Regions from separate parts of the Gossypium arboreum genome. Here regions 2 and 3 are each linked to region 1. The links are chromatin contacts, called in public Hi-C maps. All regions are on one chromosome and are shown on one strand. Each heading gives the region's core, a stretch centred on a gene start, on an enhancer-like site or on the middle of the called end of the contact. The rest is flanking DNA. Distances are from core to core; before and after follow the strand shown.

Region 1 (4,667 bases), core at 1,800-4,299:
CTCCTATTTAGGTCTTGGAACAGCTCAGTGGTCAAACCCCTGTCTTCTCCAAGGGTAAAATCGCGACACGCAATGTTGTCTTTTAGTTTCTTTTTTGGTTGGATGTTGTTGTTAATGAAAATAAAAATGTGGGGTTGATGTGAGCAGCTAGGTACACTGTGAGATCTTTTGGAATCAGGCGTAATGAAAAGATTGCTTGCTACGTGACGGTGAGGGGAGAGAAGGCTATGCAACTTCTCGAGAGCGGTTTGAAGGTTAAGGAGTATGAACTTTTGAGGAGAAACTTCAGTGATACTGGATGCTTCGGATTTGGCATCCAGGAGCACATTGATCTTGGCATCAAGTAAGTTTATTATTTTTTGTTCCTCTATTAATTTTTAATATTTTAATTCGTGTTGTTACGTTATAATGTGTTCTGGAAACATTGAGTTGAAACTTTATGATTAAAATAGAATGGACATAGTGGAGCAAGGTTTGGGTTCTTTCATGGGTTTGGGTCTTCTTCTGTTATTGGAACTTTATGATTGAAAAACTGTACTACCTAGTGGCCAAACAAAAATATACTATACTACTTGAATGGCAATGCATTTGTGTCTCCTGCAATGCTTTATAAGCTTGAGCTCGGCGTTAGGATGTAATAATGGAGCTGCATTGCTGTTAGCTTCCTCTAGGATGTAATTATGAAATAGCAATGCTACTTTTAACTGGGCTAAGTTGTTTAAAGGTTTGCAAGTAGAGTGTGGCTTGAAAACTATAAGCCCAATTCAGTTTTAGTGTTAGTTTAACACTGGCAGCCATTAAAGGAATCTTGTGAATATCTGTTCTTTTCTTCCTGTTAATAAGTTAATTAAAAGCAGTTCTTGGCAGCTTATTCTATTGCTAGTTGCATTCAATATTGATGCTATATATTACATGAAGGTGTAAAATTGTAACCCTTGTCCTCTTTCTAGGTACGACCCTTCAACTGGTATCTACGGTATGGACTTTTATGTTGTCCTGGAACGAGCTGGGTACCGCGTTGGTCGTCGTCGCAGGTGCAAGTCACGTGTTGGTATTCAGCACAGAGTAACTAAGGAGGATGCCATGAAATGGTTCCAGGTCAAATATGAAGGTGTCATCCTTAACAAGTCTCAAAATATTGGAGCTTAGGGGTAGCATTTACAAGATCAGTTGAGTTGTTTGAAGTTTTGGTTATTTGATTTTGACTATTTACCGTATCGGTTTTTTTGTTTTACCGGAGAGATATATGATTGACTTGAAATTCCAAAGTACTTTCCTTGTTGGTTTATTACATTTATCAGTTTTTATGCAATTGGAGAATGCCTTTCTCTGTTCAAGTATTTTGAATTGGAGCTGCGGAAATAAGAGTAAGGCTTAGCATTTGCTATTACAGAAAAAAAAGGGGGGGGGGGCGGTTCTGTCTCCTTATGACATCAACAATTGAAGAAGTTCAGTCTTCCTCAATCTGGAGTAACCCTTGATTCCTCTGGCTTTTGCTAGTTCTTTCAACTCTGAAAGTTTTAGTTTCTCCATGTTTGCCAACTCTGAGCCCCTCCCATCGATGGATACCACTTCATTGCTCCTCTCAGGGGTCTTTGTTCTTGGTGCTGTTGGGTGTGGTATTGGCGATCTCTTTATAAAATTAGATGGTGGCCTTGATAAATTGAACTCCTCGGTTTCTACAGTAGCTTTCTTCTCCACACTACTTATCTTAGAGATGCTACTTCTCCATCTCAATGCCTTGGTACCCTTTTTTGATCTAGTGTCTGCCAAAATTGTAAAATATATAAGTTTTTGCGGTGACCATTTTGACACATCAAGGAATTAAAGCTTCAATTTCTTTGTCCGTTTTGAGGTCTGGTAAGGATGGTCTGGTTGTCTATGCCAATCCTAAGATGCCTATCTGACTCTTGTTTCGCTTTCTTGCAGGCATTCCAATCACTAGAACAGTGACTATCCTTACCAGACCTCAACATAGTGCATGTGTGTTGGTAACAATTATGTTTGAAAAAACTGGAATGCTTTAAAACTGTATGGAATTGGATGCCAAAGCACGTTACCTTTGACATTCATTCTTGATTCGCGAATAACATCCATAACTGATTCAGCTGTGGACTTATCCTCGGATGAGCTGAAACTTTCAGACTTAGCCCTTCCAGGCTTACCCTTGGAGATTGAAGATTGTATCCTTCTAAACAGAGCAATCATCTCTTCCTTACTGGACGATTTAGGTGCTTTAATGGCACGAGATGATTTCTCATTTTCATCAATCTCCTTACTTCCTGGGGCATTATTAGAACTTTTCTTTGGACCGCTTCCTTTTGTGTTGCCATCAGATGTTATGCTTGAAAGAGTTGGGTTAAGTGAGCTAAAGGGCATAGACTTATCTGCAATCTCTGCCAAATTTAATAAGCTGCATCAACAAATGATCCCTCAGTTTCTAGTTTATGAAATTTCAGACGGACCAGGAACGACAGATTCATGTGTTTATAATCGTAATTCCATGTGGAAACTGAACCACGACATATATGTCATGTCACCGAATTTAACAAAGAGAGGAAGTATTGAAACAATATGCAAATCTACATTGCAAAGTTGAAGAGACAGGCCAACACAGTTAAGTATTTGCATGCTGAAATGCCATAATGTTAGAAATCTCAAGTCGATCAAATTCATGCAGAGATGATTCAAACAGAAAACAAGTACTTTGGAGACAAAACACCCAGATCTCTACCAAATGATAAGCTTCAAATACAGGGAGTTATTAGCAGATCCCTTAATACACAAGGTACAACAAAAATATTGCAACGAATAGATGGGATTTATGAGAAATATGAAACGATAAAAGGCCATGGCGAAAACTTATTACCTGTGAGAGATAAAACAGGCTTTCTCAGCTTAAGTTGCTTGTTGAAAGGGAAAGAAGGAGCGAAACGAGATAGGGACTGAAAGGAAAGAATAGCAGCAGCCATGTTTTGCTTGCAAAAATTTCAGATTCCAAATGCAATTGGATCCACGAGCTATATCCTATACGCTGTAAGTTCTAATAATTTTATTAATTCCTGAATTTGCTGGTCCACAATTTTATTTATTTATTTTTCTGTGAGCGTGCACATCACGTGCCAAACGAATCATCTAACTGTTAGCTTTTATGCTTGAAACCTTCCCGTTTTTCCATGGCTAATACTCCCCCAAACTTGTCTTTCTCGCTTCTAAATCAAAACCCAAAACCTTAGTTAAAACTTTTCAAATCTTCTTCAAAAACCCAGTCTTTTTTTCAGTTTTTGAGGTCATGTTGGAAAAATCCACCGATTACCAAGTTAAAGATTATTTCTAACGATGCTGTTGCCTTTAAATCCTATGCTCAATGATATGCAAATTGTGGGACTTAAAGGAAGCGTGGAGGGGTTTTCTTCAACTGTGGAGAGTTGTAGGTCTTGCATGTTTAATCTTTTGATATGATTTCTTAGACAGATAAAGTCTCATGGACATTGATAGTTGTTGGGCATGGCATGCCTGTGTTTGCAAATGAAGGTTTTGCTACTACCTAAAACGATATAAGGGATGCGGCATGGAGTCTAATGAAGGATCCTTCATTTCATTTCTATACTGCATGCTAGGAGCCATTCTGGATTACTTGAGGAAGATTGGGGATTCTTCTACATAGTGAGAAATGATTGCAACATTCATGTGTGGTAAACTTTCAAACGCATATGAATTAATTGAAAATAATATCTATAAGAATTCAGACCAGATGCCACAATTTGGGCAGCTCTTCTATGTAGTTGCAGGATTTACGTACCATGGTGTTAAACTAGCTGAGAGAGTTGCAAACCCGAAACTACTGGATACTATTACTATGCACTTTTAGCTAATATCTATGCTGCGGTAAAAATGTTGAAGTGGAGAAAATGAGAGAGAAGATCAGCAGGAAGGGTTTAAGAAACGGACCCAAGCTGCACCCTAGTCGGATGATAATCAAAGTTGTAGTACTAAAAGTAAATCAGGTTTTATAGAAGGATGCCAATGGAACGATGCTGGGCTGAATGTTACTAAATTATTACTGTTTTACAGTTGGATTTATGATACTGAAAAATCATTATTATCAAAATCTTGCTATAAAATCACAACCAAGCTAGAATAAAGAGTATACAACTCAAACAAGGCTATTAACAAATAATTTCAGGCAAACTTTAAGAGAAAAGTTGAGAATATCACAAAAAATGGGTTAACTTTGATAAACGAAAACCTGAAGTTATAATACCTGTATGGAAAATCCTAGTGAACACATTTGAGATCCTTAGTCTATAAACTACAACCCAAAAATCATTATAAACAAACATTTGATAGAACCTCAATCAATAGTTGATCAAAACTGTAGTTGTTGAATAAAGTTGTATTTTTTCGTTTCTCTTTTTCTTTTTAATTTGTTGGCACACACTTTTTACACGCAAAAAATGTTGTTTCCCTCTTTAAAAAGAATAGGTCACAGGGTTATGGTCTTCCCACACATAGTGGAACACATGGGGCCCTATACCCAACAAATCTCTCTTTCTCACTATGTGGAGGTGTTCGCCATACCAAGCAACAAGCTTCAAACTTCCCTTTGGTAAATCCTTGGTCAACATATCCGCACTATTATCATCAATGTAAATTTTCTTAAGCTC
Region 2 (4,538 bases), core at 1,084-3,583, 440 kb before region 1:
ATATATATGTCCAAAATGGAACACTGAAATAGAATAATGACCCAAATATGGATCCTACGCGTGAGGGTTTCATCTAAAGGGAACCATTGTTTGCCCGTATTGACGAGGAATTGAACTCTTCTTTTTTTTTATTTTAATTTCTCGGACAGCTAGACCCTCATACATTTGAACAGTCAAACACCCAGCATTTGTATTGATCCGTTTATCACATATATCAAACAAAATAGCAACCATGAGGTGTAGTGTAATGATTGGGAGTTTGATTTCCACTCATAAAAATTATGACCAATCATTTAACTCTTTGAAAAGCATCTAAAAGAATTAATCACACTATCAACAAAGGATAATCTAATTACTAAAAAAAAAAAAAATACACCTCCCCTCATAAAGAAAGTAGTATTGCAAATGCTGAAGCATGCTTCCCCACCCATACCTTCTGTCTTTTATCTCATCTTCGTACTCATCTACTGCTTCTTGATCAGTTCAATCATCCAAAAAGGGGAATCCACTCATATTTTTCATATATAGAGAGAGAGTTTATTTTCTAGTGTCTTTTGATCAAGTATATAGCATATATCACATATACATGTAAATATATGTACCAAGAACATATTTATATTGATATGAGAATAAAAATTTAGTATTAATTAATTTATACAAATTAATTATCTTATTTTATTTTTAAATATATTTATGAAGAAAAAATATTAAGATAAAAAAGTAAATGAAATTTAAATAATCAATACTGATACTAATAGTTACAAACTAATGTAAATCAATAATGATATTGAGCTAACTGAAGTAAATTCGAAGATGAAGAGAATAGTGGTTCACACAATAAAGAGGCGAGTTACTGGTGGAAGTTTGGGTAAAGTGTTGGCTTTTTTTTTTTTTTGAAGATCTTCTCATTAAGCTGATAATGTCTCCTCATTATGTCGTTAAGGTGACTTGGTGTGATGTAAGTATAAAATGTATTAGTGATGGATGATATTTATCTCCTCAGACAAAATTTATCCAATGAAGTGACTTGGTCTGGCGTAGCCATGCTTAGAAACGAGACATTGGTCTGAACAAAGCAGTCTCTGAATAATGTATGCACAATAAAAATTAATTTATACAATTATTTTTTCTCTTAAAATTTCAACATATTAATTCTTTTTCCTTGATGTAAAGTTCTAAATGCATATTTTGTTTTGGTTGGAACTAAAGTATATACTAAGTCCATTTTACTTTTATGGTTAATAAAGAAAATTTATGAGAGAATTCTAATTATCCGTCCGAGTTGAAGCATGAAGTTTTTTAGGATCAAAACTTAATTATATATTTTTATTAGAATTGAAATGTAATTTTATTACTATACTCATATATTTATAATTTTTAAAATGATTAAATTAATATTTTATTTTATTTTTAGTAGTAAATTATATTTTATCCTTTTATAAAATTTTCAAAGTTGAAATGTATAATTTTTCATTTTAAAGGATCAACTCGTTGAGGTAAAAGTACTATTAAACCTCATTGTCATATCTTAGGTTACATTTTAGTTTCTTTACTAAAAAATAGATAAATTAGTCATTGTACACTAAATAAATGAGCAAAACGATCCTTCTATTAAAATTTGGTGTTTATATCTAAGGTATAATAAAATTTTAACCCTTAATCTTTACAATTTATTCAATTTGACCCTGCTCTTTTATTGGAAGTAAATTATAAATTGTTGAAACTAATAAGACTAAAGGGTAAAAAGGTATTAGCAATATTTTTAAAAAAATCAATTAAACTCTTTTAAAAATTTTAAAAATCATTAAAATTTACAAGCAAAATTTATATAAAATGTTATAAAATTTTAAAATTTTATTAAAAACAATGCCAACATATTAAAAAATATATTATAACCATTAGATTTTAATGCATTGGTATTGTTATTTTTAATTAAAATATATATAATTTTTAATAATTTTATGATTTTTAATAATTTTAAATTTTAAAGGGCTTAATTGATTTTTTTTCAATTTTGTTATTAAAGCCTTTTGACCATTTAATCTTATTAGTTTCAATTTTTCTAATTTACTTATGATAAAAGAGAAAAGGTCAAATTGAATAAATGTATAAAATTAATGATTAAATTTATTATTATACCTTATATATAAATATCAAATTTTAAAAAAAGTAGTATTTTTCACTCATTTAACATGCACAAGACTAATTTATTCAATAAAAGAACTAAAATGTAATCTAGAGAGGATTTTGTGGTACTTCCCGTAAAATCGTATAATCAGAGGAATGGGCGCATCAGCGACTGGTGATATTTGTGACAGTATGAGTGAGGCGTGACTATAAGATACAGTCAACCCCATCAACAGTCTAACACATTACACACCGTTAACTGTTCCCTCCTCTCTTTATAGTACACCCACTGCCGTTAACTTTTGCATCTCCTCCTACTTCACAAACTTTATTTTGCCTCCCTCTAACCCATAAAGATAAAAGTCAAGTAGTATAAGACAATCTATTCCATATAATTATTCACTTCCTCTTCTTCTACCTTTGTGTAAGCGTGGACATGCGAAAAACTGCAGCCAAAGGTCGAAGCTTGAAGTGAAGAAATGGAAGTTGTGGCCAGATTTATGCTTGTCCTTTCCCTGGTGGTAGCGGCCCAATCTACATGCAACAGTACAGACTACGCACTGGTTTCTAAAGCTTTTAGATCAGTCTCTGGGTTCAACATCTCTTGGTTGAAATCCCACGACCCCAACTGCTCTTATCCTCCAATAAAGGTACTCGACTTTTCTTCAAAGAATTTAACTGGTACCATTTCATGGAAATTTCTCCGCAAGGTTTCACAGTTGCGCACCATTGATCTCTCCAACAATTCTCTTCAAGGTTCTGTTCCAGATTGGTTTTGGTCTATGCCCACACTCGTTGAGGCTAGTCTGGCGAGAAATAAGTTTGGAGGGAGTATTGGGTTCGAACCCACCTCGGGAAATGGTTCGTCTTCATCGATGCAGGTGTTGAACCTTTCGGATAACAGGTTCACCAACTTGGTTAAACTCTCTGGCTTTCCCAACCTTCAATTTCTTGACCTTTCCCACAATCATCTTGGTGTTCTTCCTTCTGGGTTCACCAAACTTATCAAGCTCCAGCACCTGGATATTTCTAGTTGCAAGATTTCGGGCAGTGTAAAGCCCATTTCAGCTCTTCGTTCCTTGAATTACTTGGATGTATCAAACAACTCCCTGAATGGTACTTTCCCTTCTGATTTCCCTTTAGTCAATAGCCTAAAGTTCCTAAACATTTCGCTCAACCACTTCATCGGTTCAGTTGGGTTTGACAAGTTCCAAAGATTTGGCAAATCTGCTTTTATTCGTGGTGGGGATTTCGTTTTCAATACTTCAAAAAGAGCACCAAACCATCGCATTAAAACCCATTCCTTGACCCCAGCTCACAAAGTCTTTCAAAAACATGTACCCCTCAAAAGACATAAACCCAAATCAAAGACCAAAGCTTTGGTCATTGGTTTGTCATCTTCATCAGGGTTTCTACTGGCTTCCCTTGTGTTTTGCTTCTTCTTCACATATAGAAGAAAGAAACTTGCGAAGAGAAACAAATGGGCAATCTCCAACCCTGTCCAACCAAATTTCAAGATCGAAAAATCAGGACCCTTCTCTTTCGAGACTGAATCGGGCTCATCCTGGGTAGCAGACATCAAAGAACCGACATCAGCACCAGTAATCATGTCCGCTAAGCCATTGATGAACTTCACCTTCAAGGACCTGATTGCCGCCACGTCACATTTTGGCAAGGAATCTTTACTTGCAGAAGGCCGATGTGGGCCCCTTTACAGAGCCGTCCTTCCAGGGGACCTCCACGTGGCGATCAAAGTCTTAGAACACGCCAGAGACATTGATCATGATGAAGCCGTGGCCATGTTTGAACATCTTTCTAGGCTTAAACACCCTAACTTGCTACCTCTCTCCGGTTACTGCATTGCAGGTAACTTGTACCCAAACTGTTATTATTATATCTCTAATCTCTGGTTTTTTTAACTAAACGAAATGTTATCGTATTAAATAGTCTCACGGGTTTGTTTGAAAATATGGAAACTTCAATCGGGATGTCGTGATTTTGTCCTGTCGAAAAACATGCATCATTACATACTTTGACATTCGTGAACTTTGGCGCTTCTTTTCAATTCTATCTATGCATTACATTTTCTTCAGCTTCCACGTTAGTTATTTAAATATTTATAATGTTTTTAGGTAAGGAGAAGCTGGTGTTGTATGAATTTCTGGCAAACGGGGATTTACACCGTTGGTTACATGAGCTCCCAACGGGGGCGCCCAACGTGGAGGATTGGAGCACCGACACTTGGGATATGCACAACGGAATCGGGTCCCATACATCTTCGCCGGATAAAACGAATTGGCTGACCCGCCACCGCATCGCGGTTGGAGTTGCTCGTGGGGTGGCATACCTGCATCACGTAGGTTCGAGGCATGGCCACCTGGTGGCTTCCAATATTCTTCTCTCTGACAACC
Region 3 (4,483 bases), core at 1,760-4,259, 500 kb after region 1:
ATTTTTGCTAGAAGTTGTTTTAGTGATTAAGTTTTAACGGATTTTAAGTAAACTAATTAAATAGCCAAATTTAAAGATTATTTTATTATTTTGACCTGGTATATAGTTTTTGTTTGGGCTTAAGTTTTGAATTTGGGATGACTTCAAAGTGGTCATCTCATCCATTATTTTCATTTGTTTATAAATTTAGGAGTTTACTTGAAAAAATTTAAAAAAAGTTGATTTAATTATTAAGTATAATAATAAATTGCTTTTACTATTTTATTGTTAGATCATTAAATTAATAAATTTGTTGTGTTCTTTAATCTTTTCTATTAAAGAAAAGGAAAAGCAGTTGTAAGCTCTATATCAAAATGATTGTCATATAGGTGATTTATTAGATTAATATTTGTGTAGAATTATTTATAATTTCTTTTCATCAGTTAAGTAAAATAAGAGGAATTTGAACATGTTCCAACTTGAGTTTTTACATAAATAATAATGTTAATGTGAATTAATAATTAATAGTTATTTATTAAATTAAATAATTAATTTTAATTCAAAAAATTAAATAAGTGATTTGTAATTAATTGTGGACATATATTTAGTTAAAAAATGTTCTAAAAATATGCAAGTTATAAATTAAAATTTCATCAACATTTTAACATCATTATGTTTACCTGTCAATTAAATAAGCTATTCATGACAAAATTTATAATTGTTGATGAATATATTTGATTATATATTAATTTAGTAAAAAATTATTTAATTTTGTTGACGAAATATATTCTTTTCCGAGGGAGATTTTATCCCCATCTACTGAAAGCTGCATACGATTTATGGTGGAAAGTGCCTCCGTCACGCCCTCAACAATTTAAAATAAGCAAAATAAATCGCATGCAATTTAATTTATAAATTAAAAATAACAAAAAATTAAGCCTAACACAAACATAAACATGCACATAATTTAACTGGACAAACTTGAATGCAATTTTAAAAATCTTAACATAAACCTAACAATAAATAAACAAATAAACCCAAACAAGAACTATATTTATTCAAACTGAATTTATTTATAACCTAAATATGGACCGGCTAAATCTAAAATCAAATAACGTGCTACCAAATTCTAACTTCCAAGTAAAGCAATAGCCGCTTCTGTTCGTTGAAGAGTTAAACATCACATGAAGTGCAGTATTATGATTATTATTACTATTGTTATTATTATTATTATTTATGTACAAGAAGCTTACCTCAACATTTAATTTATTTTTAATGCAACATGACGAATATCAACTACTAATAAGAAATTATAAAAAATATATAAAATTTACCTTCATTTTCGGACAAAGATATGGGACAAATATTGGAGATATCTTTTAATCGGAAGTTCCTGTCTTATACATAAGATACAAGTCAACTATCTACTTTGGTTGGCGATAACATCAACAAGCTTAGACTCGTTCCTCCTTTGGGCTACGATTATGGGTGGATTCGAATATTTCGTAGCTACATTAAACTCTAATTGAGCATGATCGAATCTACAAAATAAAATAAAAAGTAAAAATCTCTTAACTTTTACTTGATTATATAGTTATTGTAATTTTTCATTAAATTTAAATAATAATAGTTAAATTTATTAAATTAAATTGTATTATTTTTAAAATTTTATATTGACAAACATAAATTTACATGTATAATGGTAAAATAATTTGTGATTTTAATAAAATGTTAAAAAAACACTCATTTTAATTAATAAATTTAAAGATTATTGTTTTAATAAATATTAAAATTTTAAATTTTAAAAATAAAAACTACATGAAGAATAGAAAAACTCAAAAGTGTCGATAATAAATTGATGGAATTAGAATAGAAAAAATTAAAGTTACAGCTTATATATAATATAGAGAATAATCTAATATTTTCACCTTGAAAAATAACATAATTTGTAAAAAAAAAAATCTTCTAACAAACTAAAGACCTGGTATATCATCGGTCGTTACCGGAAACATATATTTTATTTATTTGTTTGTTTTCTTTTTACAGTTTAACTCACGCAAAGAAAATTGACGGCAAAAATCATTTAATTCTCACGGAAAAAAAAAAAAAAAAACCCAAAACTTGGAAATTGGAAGCTATGAATTCAGTTCTTCTTCTCATCTGACTGTAGAGGCAACAGTATGAGCCCACCATCTAAGGCTGTCTTTCATGTCAATCTCATTACCCAAATCAGGAACTCTCCAATTCATCAATGGGTTTGTTTTTCTTCTTTCTGAAACTTTCCAGGCTTCTGAAAGGTAAGGCCTTGAAACTTCATCATCATCATCATCATCATCATCGTCATCTGCTTCTTGGGTATCTTCTTCTTGACTTTCTTTCCTTCTTAATCTTTGCAACCCTGGAATTATCTCAACCAACCTTGAATCCTTATTATCTTCCTCTGAGAAAACAAAGCCAAGATCCATAAACCCTTTTAACTCTTCAAACTCCAACTCTGACAAGCTCTTACTCCTCCTACCTTTCTTTCTTCTCGTAAATCTCATATTACTACAAGTTTCTTTCAATTCTTCTTCTGCGATTTCTTTGCCTGAGATGGTTTTATGGAGATTTGGTGAGTGGAGAACTGAGTCTGGTGAGAAAGAATCATAAGAACTTACGAAGCTTGTTCTATTTAAGCTCAATTGATCACTCATGGATCTTGAATGGAGAGTACTTTGGGTGCGTTTAAGCTCTGGTTTTGACGAGTTCCCTTCAGTTTTGCGATCTGGTTTTGGCTCAAAACTCGTAGATGTTGATTGAGATGTCTGTTTCTTTAAGATTTCCATCTCAAACCAACATGAATCGAAGAGATTCATTATCTCTTCGATTTCCATTAAAGTCACCTCAAAAGTAAACGAATGAAGATACTCTCCGGAAATTGTGAGGTTATGGTTTAATTCAGACCTTAAGCCTAATATAGACCCTGTATGTGACCATAATACACTTAAACATGTATATAAATAAGAAACAATTCAACCAACGAAATGGGTATTATGGTAACAAGACATTGAATTTATAAATAATTAAGTATGCTATTAATTTTGTTTTATTTATGTTCTGTCCGACTACGAGAGTGGATTGCTTTTTCCTCGAAGACAAAGTGATTCGGAACCTGCGGACTTAACGTGGCTTTAAGAAGAAGCAAAGTCACAAAAGCGAAGAATTATTGCGTGAGGTGAAACATATTATCGTACATCTTTTAGGGAATTTTATTTTTCTTGCCCGGATAGGAATTTTTATTATTTATTTAGAAGTTAAATATGTTTTAATAATTTATCTTGATTTTATATTTTTACTTTTAATAAGAATAATTATACGCAAAGTGACGAGTATGTGTTGATTTTAAGAAAAATTAAAATATAAGTTAAAATTTTGATTATTTAAAGAAATAGACGGATTGTAAATGTGACAAAAGGTATCTTGGAAAAATATTTTTGAAAAATACTTTTTACGAAAGATACTTTTTTGACATGTCAACTCTCGTAATGAGATGGTCACGTATTATTATTTTTATCTCAAAGTTTGAATCCTATCTTAATTCTTTTGACATGTCAACCCTCTTAATGAGATGGTCACGTATTACTATTTTCATCTCAAGTTTGATTCCTATCTTAAGCACTATTTTTAATTTCATGTTGATTCAAGTTTTTTCTATTTATTTTTCATATTTAGTTAATATTTTTAATTAATAAACATATTATTTTCAAGTTATTTTATTTTTAATTAATAATTTTTATTTATATATATAATAAATGTGTAATTATAAATATATTTCATTATATTAAAAATATTTTTATTTATATAAACAGAATAATAAATATGTTATATAATGAAACCATATTAAAATATATATATCATCATAAAATTAAATATATTTTCTTTTGAAGAGAGTATCAACAATTTTTTATTTTTATATAATTTTTATATGTCGAATATTTTTTATCTGTACTATGAGTATAGTAAATTTTAATATTATAAAATCAAATAATTATTTGAATGTCATTATTATTTTATATGTATAATATTTTAAATAATTATTCTAAATACCATTATTTTTATATGTGAAATATTTCAATTAACTATTTCAAATATCACTATTATTATATGTGAAATATTTTAAATAATTATTTCAAATACACACACAAAATATATAATACTAAAATTTACCACACTCATGATATAAATCGAAAAATAAATATTTAACATATAAAAATTTATTTACTAAAAATAATTATATTTGAAATAATTATTTGATTTTATAAATTTATAATTTACCATACCTACAATGTAAGTGAAAAACAATTATATTTAAAATATTTTACGTATAAAAATAATAATGATATTTGAAATAATTATTTGATTTTATAATATTAGAAACTGGATACGAGTTTCTTTAGGCCCATGAATGTGATGGGCTTAAACTACTTTAAGACAAACAACAAGGTCAAAGGTCAAACAAATTAAA

Evidence for each region. Hi-C and Micro-C count contacts between places; a contact is called where the count stands out from the background.
Region 2: a Hi-C map of leaf shows a contact between it and region 1, with 2.5 times the contacts expected there. The contact joins the promoter of LOC108484678 here to the promoter of LOC108473922 in region 1. A contact is called at or near these places in 2 of 5 Hi-C or Micro-C datasets (both in leaf).
Region 3: a Hi-C map of leaf shows a contact between it and region 1, with 3 times the contacts expected there. The contact joins the promoter of LOC108485651 here to the promoter of LOC108473922 in region 1. A contact is called at or near these places in 2 of 5 Hi-C or Micro-C datasets (both in leaf).

What each region holds. Positions count from the first base shown.
Region 1 is chr6:30,265,771-30,270,437 of ASM2569848v2, forward strand. LOC108473922 (SAP-like protein BP-73) reads right to left here and starts at 3,050. Exons shown (of 3, transcript XM_017775746.2): 1 at 2,870-3,050; 2 at 2,061-2,396; 3 at 977-1,766. The coding sequence starts at 2,972. The coding sequence ends at 1,426. It overlaps LOC108473924 (a long non-coding RNA gene), which reads left to right and starts at 3,398. Exons shown (of 2, transcript XR_008284222.1): 1 at 3,398-3,695; 2 at 3,786-4,111. It overlaps LOC108473923 (60S ribosomal protein L11-like), which reads left to right. Exons shown (of 5, transcript XM_017775747.2): 3 at 12-54; 4 at 148-343; 5 at 951-1,288. The coding sequence ends at 1,149.
Region 2 is chr6:29,822,447-29,826,984 of ASM2569848v2, forward strand. LOC108484678 (calmodulin-binding receptor kinase CaMRLK) reads left to right here and starts at 2,334. Exons shown (of 2, transcript XM_017788558.2): 1 at 2,334-3,993; 2 at 4,260-4,538. The coding sequence starts at 2,607.
Region 3 is chr6:30,765,605-30,770,087 of ASM2569848v2, forward strand. LOC108485651 (high mobility group B protein 1-like) reads right to left here and starts at 3,010. Exons shown (of 1, transcript XM_017789504.2): 1 at 1,979-3,010. The coding sequence starts at 2,852. The coding sequence ends at 2,136.